2 separate regions of the Sus scrofa genome follow, and region 2 is linked to region 1. The links are chromatin contacts, called in public HiChIP or PLAC-seq maps. All regions are on one chromosome and are shown on one strand. Each heading gives the region's core, a stretch centred on a gene start, on an enhancer-like site or on the middle of the called end of the contact. The rest is flanking DNA. Distances are from core to core; before and after follow the strand shown. Region 1 holds the start of SPC24 (kinetochore protein Spc24). Region 2 holds the start of KANK2 (KN motif and ankyrin repeat domain-containing protein 2).

Region 1 (3,741 bases), core at 328-2,827:
GGGAAAATACAAAAAAGAATCAAAAACAGGGACTGAAGGAGATATTTATACACCCACGTTCACAGCAGCATTATTCACAATAGCCAAGGGGTGGAAGCAACCCAAGTGTCCATTGACGGATGAATGGATAAATAAAATGTGGTGTATCCATAATATCCATATAATGGAATATTGGACATGATGGGGGTGATGGTTGTACAACAATGTGAATATATTTAATGCCACTGAACTGCACACTTTAAAATAGTCAAAATGGTAAATCTTACATTATGTCAACTGTAGCACTCGTGCACGTGCACACGCACACACACGTCTGTAGCCTTAAAAAACAACAACGGAGTCCCTGCTGTGGTACGACAGGATGGATGATGTCTGTGCAGCGGCAGGGACGTGGGTTTGATCCCAGAAGGCACAGTGGGTAAAGGATCTGGTGTTGCTGCAGCTGCTGTGTAGGTTGCAACTGAGGCTCAGATCTGATCCCTGGCCCAGGGAACTCCACATGCCATGGGCCAAAGAAAAACAAACAACAGCAACAAAACCCCTGATGATGAGAAAAGCTGTAACAAAGGCATCCTCCCTTCCTCCCCTTTCAAAGGCACATTGCTGTGCAGACATCATCTCCATGAACCTCACTTTGATCCATTAAGGGCGGGGGTGGGGGGGAGGGTATATGCTATCAGCGGCCCCATTTCACAGATGAGGAGACTGAGGCTTTAAGAAGGAAGCCGCTGGATTGGGATCACATGAGTTAACAGCTGAACGCCTTAGCCCATCACCTCCTGACGAATTCATTCTTCTTTATCCCCTGGCCTCACCCCACTAGCCTACCAGCCCCCTCTTGCCCAAGAGATTCTGTTTGTTTAGTTCCCTGCTGTCCCCCCAGGCCTGGCACTCTGCCTGGACACAGCAGGTGCTCAGTAAAACATCTGAACAACCTCAGCAGAAAGATACGGACTATTGTCACAACCATTTTATGAGAAACAGATACGGCGAGGTTAAGGCAGTCATCTCAAATCTCACAGCTGGAAAGTCGAGAGATGGCGCTTTGACACCCGAGCTCCAATTCAAACCCTGAGTCCCCCAGCTGTTCACGGAGCGCTCAGAAGTAGGCCAGACCCTGCGACTCTTATATTCACCATTAAACCCCTGGGAGGTGGCTGTTGTCCTGAAGCCCATTTCACAGGTAGGGAAACGGAGGCTCAAAAGGAAGGGCGCTCACCCGCCGGTCGCACGAGGAACTACGGAAGGGGATGGGGGCGCCAAGAATGGAAAGGGTTCGAGGCTGGCCTGGCCGCCCCTCCCATCACGCGGATTCCGGCTGCCCCCCGCCCCCCACCCCCCACCCGGCCCTCACCTCGCAGCCGCTGCTCGGCGCCGTCTTGCGTTTCCAGCAGCCGCTCCACCATCTGCTCGTGGCGCCCCAGCAGCCGCCGTTGCTGCGCCTCAGCGCGGTTGGCGCCCAGCAGGCTCAGCAGCCCCTGGCTCACTTCTTCCATGTCCCGGAAGGCCGCCATGACTACATCAGGACCAATCCCGCGCAAATTTAACAGCCCTATAAGTCCCGCCTCCCTTCCGGAAATCCCAGTTTCCATTGGGTTAATCACACGTCAATCATTAGCGAAAAAGGGCGGCCGAATCCTCTGTCAGTCATCGTCTGGAGCCAGTCTGCGCGGAGGAGGGGAGCCTCCGGAGCTTTGCCTGATGCGCCTGCGCACGCTGTTTTTTTTTCTCAGGTCCCGGGTCTATCGTGCGCAGGGCGAGATTCTTCGGGTGAAGCAGTGAACTCATTCTGTTGGAGCTGTGGTGTGTGCGTGGGATTCTCACAGTAAACATCATAAATAAGTAAATCTTATATGAGGCTGCATAGCAAAGTGGAGTCTTTAACCAGATGTATTGGGTTCCAATCCCAGATTTACCACTTACTAGCTGTATTACTCTGGACACATTGCTTCATCCCTCTGCATGAAGGGATGCATGAAGGGATGCATGAGGAAGAAAGCAAAATGGGAACCATCATGGTGTCTACTTAAGAGTTGTCGTGACACTTGAATGAGATCAGTGCCTGGTATTCAGCACATGCTTTATATGTATATAAAACATAGAAAGCTATTGGGTGGGGAGTTCTCTTCATGGCTCAGCGGTTAGCGAACCAACTAGGATCCTGAGAATGTGGGTTCGATCCCTGACCTCACCTAGTGTGTTAAGGATATGGCATTGCCCTGAGCTGTGGTGTAGGTCGCAGACGCAGCTTGGATTCTGCATTGCTGTGGCTGTGGTGTAGGCCAGCAGCTACAGCTCCGATTCCACCCCTAGCCAGGGAACCGCCGTATGCCACAGGTGCATCCCTTAAAGAAAGAAAAAGCAAGCAAGCAAGTAAACTAGTGGGTGAGATGTCTAACTGGGCAGGGTTCCTGTAGAAAAAAGACAAACTTTTCACTTCTGTGATGTGTCCTTCAAATGAGGTGAAGAAATCAATCCAGCAGGTCATGACCAACATTTTCTACAAAACAATGGGAAAAAAAACAACAATGAGTTGTGTATAGAGAGCTAAATATTGTTTTGGGAAACGCCAAACATTTGTCTACTGGGTGTGGCAGATCCTATTTTCCAAAAAATGGCTACAGGAATAATTCCAACTTTGCCACTCCCTGTGAATAGGCAGGCTCATGAACTTGAGCAGAACTTTGCGAGACAAACAATATGGCAGAAGGGGCATTGTGTGATTTCTAAGCCTAAACCTAGGTCAGAAACTAGGACATGTCTTCTGCTGGTGCTAGCTCCCTCTGTCCTTCTTAATTTCATGGTGCTCTCACAAAGCCCAGCTGCCATGTTGTGAGGAAGCCCAAACCACGTGAAGAGTCTCCTGGATAGGGTCCCAGCCAAAGCCATCATCAACCACCTGACGAGTGAGTACTGAGTTGATTCCAGCTCCCAGCCTTTGAGCCATCCCAGCTGACATCAAGAGGAGCAAAGAGAGAGCTCTTCCCAGCAAGCAGGTCTCAAACCGCAGGTTTGTGATCAATGCTATTGCTTAAAGCCAGCAAATTCGGGCATAATTTGTTTCACATCCATAACACCTGGCTCCCTGGGTCCCATGTGAAATTCATATCTTGCTGTAGATCCTGTAAAAAATTATTGCAAGCCACTGCTCTAGAGGCAAGATCTCACAATAAGCAAGAAAACCAATGAATGGGATCATTTTAGCCAGGAACACCTGCTATGAGGGCAATAAAACAAAGTCACAGGACAGAGTCATCAGAGTTGGAGCAGGGAGGGAAGTGGCTTTAGGTTAGGTGGTCAGGGACAGACTCCCTGAGAAGGGGACATATGAACTGGGACCTGATTGATGAAAAGGAAACAAAGCACCAGGCAGAGGAAAGAGCAAGTTCAAGGGCCCCTGAGTTGGGGAAATTTAATTTCTTGAAGGAATAGTGAGGGAGTTCTCTTGTGGCACAGTAGGTTAAGGATCCTGCTGGCACTGTCATTCAGCTGCTTGAGTCACTGCTATGGCGTGGGTTTGATCCCTGGCCTGGGAATCTCCACATGCCATAGGCATAACCCCCCCCCCCAAAAAAGAAAGGAATAATGAGGAGGTTGGCATTGCCAGAGAGGAGTGGGCAAGAGGTTTCGCCAGAGGCACAGAAGCTGTATTCTGGTGGAATGGGAAGTAATGGAAGGCATTAAATAGGGGAGAGCATGGAGTGGATTGGCTCCCAATCTTCTGGAATCAAGGGAACTTGC
Region 2 (3,336 bases), core at 525-3,024, 35 kb after region 1:
CAGGGGCAACTGAGCTTGTCCTGTCTTACGTCCTTGTTCAGTGTCTTGCTTTGTCTCTCTCCACGTCTCTCTGTGTCTTTCCCCGAGTCTCTGTGCCTTTCCACGTCTCTGTCTCTCTGTCTCTCTCCACTTCTCTCTCCCTGTTTCTCCACGTCTCTGTCCTCACCTCTCCGTCTTTCAATGCCTGGAACACACAGTCACCTGATTGTAGGAAATTTGGTTTTCTACCTGACTGTTGGTCACCCCACGCACAACGGAAAGGTGATCAAAGATATTTTCTGGGGACCCAAAAGAGACTGGAAGCAGGGAGCAGGAACTGTCCCCTGTGAGGACCCCTGGAGGTGGAGAGGGGTACAGCAAATAACAGTAGTAAGTATAATCACCATCCAAACAACTCATTTGATCAGGATAAATGAGGTGAGTAGTTATCACCCTATTTTACAGATGAGGTATCTATGAGGTACAGTGACTTGCCCAGGGTCACCAAAGGGGGAAGTGGCTGGTAGATTCCCCATTGGCAGCGAAGGCAACTTCACCCTCCTCGCCACATCCCTCTGCCCATTTCTCTGAGAGAGACTGGGGTCTGAGCTTCTCCAGCCCTCTGAGGGTCCTCCACGTGGGAAGGCGACTCAAGGTGGAGACAGCAGATGGTGGGGGTCAGTGTAGTGGTGGTGGGTGTCTGTGGCTGAGGGTCCTCTCTTTCTATGGGACCCCTGGAGAATGGGGAGGACACAGGATAGGAAGAGAGACAGGACACTCCAAGAGAGGACAGGTGGGAAGCTCAGGGAAAGGGCGCAGGCGGGGTCCGAGGCAGGCCAGAAGTCCGGCGGGGTCTCCCTAAAGCCCCTCTCCCAGACCAGCCTGTACGTCCCTGGGGTCTCCCATTCCTCTCCCCGCCCCAAAGACGGGGGTGAGGAGGACCCCGCCCCGTGGAGGGAGAGGGCGGGGTCTGCGGGGTCCCCAGTTAATGGCAAACAGCTGCCGCTCCCCACGCCGGCCCAGCCGCAGGCCGAGGCCCAGCCCGGCCGGACGCCCGGACGCCTTCCCGCCGCCTGGGGCCTGGCTCTGGCCCGGCTGCGGAGGAGGGCGAGGGAGGATAGAGAGTGGAGGTTGGTGGGGAGGGACAGAGGTGGAAAGGAGGACGGAGACAAGGGGGAGGGTAAGGGGGAAGGCAATGATGGGGCGAAGGGACAGGGAGATACAGACGGAGGATGGGGCCGGGGGAGAGAAGCTGGGACAGGGTCAAAGATGGGGACGGGACAGCGGCGCGGGGACCGAGACGCTGGAAGTGCGGAAAGTTTGGGCATAGATAACGGAGTTGGAGGCAGCGGCTGTAGAGACCTGCGAGGTCGAGCCCGGGGGTTGAAGGCGGGATGGGGTGGGGTGGAGTGGGGACCACGCTCGAACCCCGAACCGGACTCGAACCCTGACCCAGCCCGGGTGCTACTCGCCTCGCGCAATCCGGCCGCCGCCGTCCCAGCGTCCCGCCGCCCGTGCGTCCTCCGCGCCGCCGCCCGGTCGCCCGGCCCTCGGCAGTAGCTCCGCCCCGCCCCGCCCCGCCCCCTCCAGACCACCCCCGCTCCCTCCAGTCCCAGGCAGCCCGGCCGCGGTGTAGGGGAAGTGGGGGTGGGGACACAAATGCACCTGGAGGGCAGGTGTGTGTGTGTGCGCGCACGTGGGGGTGTCCGAACTCCAACCCCTCCTCCACTCCCCAGGGCAGGGTCCTCCCGCAACCGTGTCCTCCTCGGTCTGCTGCAGCTGGGCCGCTGCGGGGGGGGGGGGCTGGAGGGGGCGGAGCTGGCGGGGCGGAGCTGGCCAGGGCCCAGCTCCTGGAGGGCCTTGAGGGCGGGTGGTGACGGCGGCGGCTATAGGAGGTCACCCCTCCCCCAGCCAGCCCAGGGCTGGAAGCCGCCCAGCGCGGGCCTGGTACACGGTGGCGTGACCACCACGGGGCAGGCAGGGGGGGCCCTGGTCAAGGCGAAGCTGCACAGGCCAAAGCTAATGCCTAGGCTCAGTTCCTAACCCTACCAAGCTTTCAACTGCTTGCTGCCTCAGTTTCCCCATCTGTAAAGCAGGGTTAAGACCATGGAGTTGATCAGATTCACCAACCATGAGGCAGGGACCTAGGGAGGTCCCTCAGGCAGAAAGGCTCATAAACAGGGGAGTGTCTTTCTGGGCACCAATTATGCAGGACTGGGCATTCAGCAAGGGTTTAGTAAGTGTTACCATTATTTCCCATGCACCCATGTGACACTGTCATTTGTGTTTTGCCTTCCTTGCTAGAATGTCGGCTCTAAAAGGGCAGGAATTGCATCTATTGTCACTGATGTGTCCCTGGCACCCAAGTGGTTCTCAGTGTCTGTGCATCAATAGCCAGGGTGTGCAGGTAAAGTGTACCCAGGACCCAGACCCCAGGGACCATACCACACAGGCTGTTTATAAAAACCATTTTAAATTAGAAAAGGTAAGGAGCATCAGTGCACACAGATGAGGACAGAGGAACAGAGGGCCCAGCCCCATGTGCAGTGTGGTCACCCAGGGCTAAGTGGGCAGTGGGGGGAGACTCTCAGGAAGGCACAGACAACTGAGGCCAGGCTGCTGGTTCCTCTGGCGTGTGGCTTCAGGCCCTGTGGGTTCAGACATCAGCCTTCCGGAAACTGGCTCTGTTCAAGGAGTTCCTAGGGGAGGAATGAGATGGATCAACATGGCCACAGGGCCCCCAACTGCATGATGCTCCCCAGCCTCTTCCTCCAAAGATCCTTCTAGGGTCTTCCTGGTTCCTTTCACAATGGTTCTAATCTGGCTACAGAATCAGAGATTCTTAGACTCCATCACTGGAGATATGAATCATGCCCCTTTTGATAGATGTGGAAACTGAGTCTTAGAAACATGAAGTCACATGCCTGGGAAATGACCTGGCTAGGATCAGAAAAAGTTGCCCAGAGCCTGCACATGTCTGAGTGTTCACATGTTTGTGCAAAGCCATGAGCACCCGTGTTGATGTGCACATGTGTAACCGCCCCCATGCTCTGCCTGGCTTTGCCTATCTGCCTTGCCTTCTCTAGGGTAGGGAGGCCCCAGGTCAGGCACCTGAGGCTACTGGCTGTGGTCGGTGCCAGCAGCTGGGGAAGGCGCTGGGTGAGCAGGGGCTGCAGAGCCTCCCGAAGGCGGGAGTAGTTGCGCTCTAGCTCACGGTGGTACTCCTTCTGGTCTGGCCCAATCAGGGCTTTGTTCTTCCGCAGTGCATCCTCGCACCTGAGGACCACATGATAGGAGATGGTCAGGGGCTGACACTCAGCAGAAAGCAAGAACGGACGTGCAGAGTCCATGAGGTAG

The links. HiChIP or PLAC-seq counts read pairs in DNA pulled down with a chosen protein or histone mark.
Region 2: an H3K27ac HiChIP or PLAC-seq map of skeletal muscle shows a contact between it and region 1. The contact joins the promoter of KANK2 here to the promoter of SPC24 in region 1. A contact is called at or near these places in 2 of 5 promoter capture datasets (fetal liver and liver), 8 of 47 Hi-C or Micro-C datasets (fetal liver, fetal skeletal muscle, heart right ventricle and 3 more) and 1 of 2 datasets of contacts at active chromatin or transcription factors (skeletal muscle).

What each region holds. Positions count from the first base shown.
Region 1 is chr2:69,888,737-69,892,477 of Sscrofa11.1, forward strand. It overlaps SPC24 (kinetochore protein Spc24), which reads right to left and starts at 1,578. Exons shown (of 5, transcript XM_021083851.1): 1 at 1,355-1,578. The coding sequence starts at 1,514.
Region 2 is chr2:69,923,420-69,926,755 of Sscrofa11.1, forward strand. It overlaps KANK2 (KN motif and ankyrin repeat domain-containing protein 2), which reads right to left and starts at 1,775. Exons shown (of 14, transcript XM_021083853.1): 1 at 1,645-1,775; 2 at 1-184. DOCK6 (dedicator of cytokinesis protein 6) reads right to left here. Exons shown (of 49, transcript XM_021083867.1): 48 at 3,091-3,255; 49 at 2,436-2,678. The coding sequence ends at 2,636.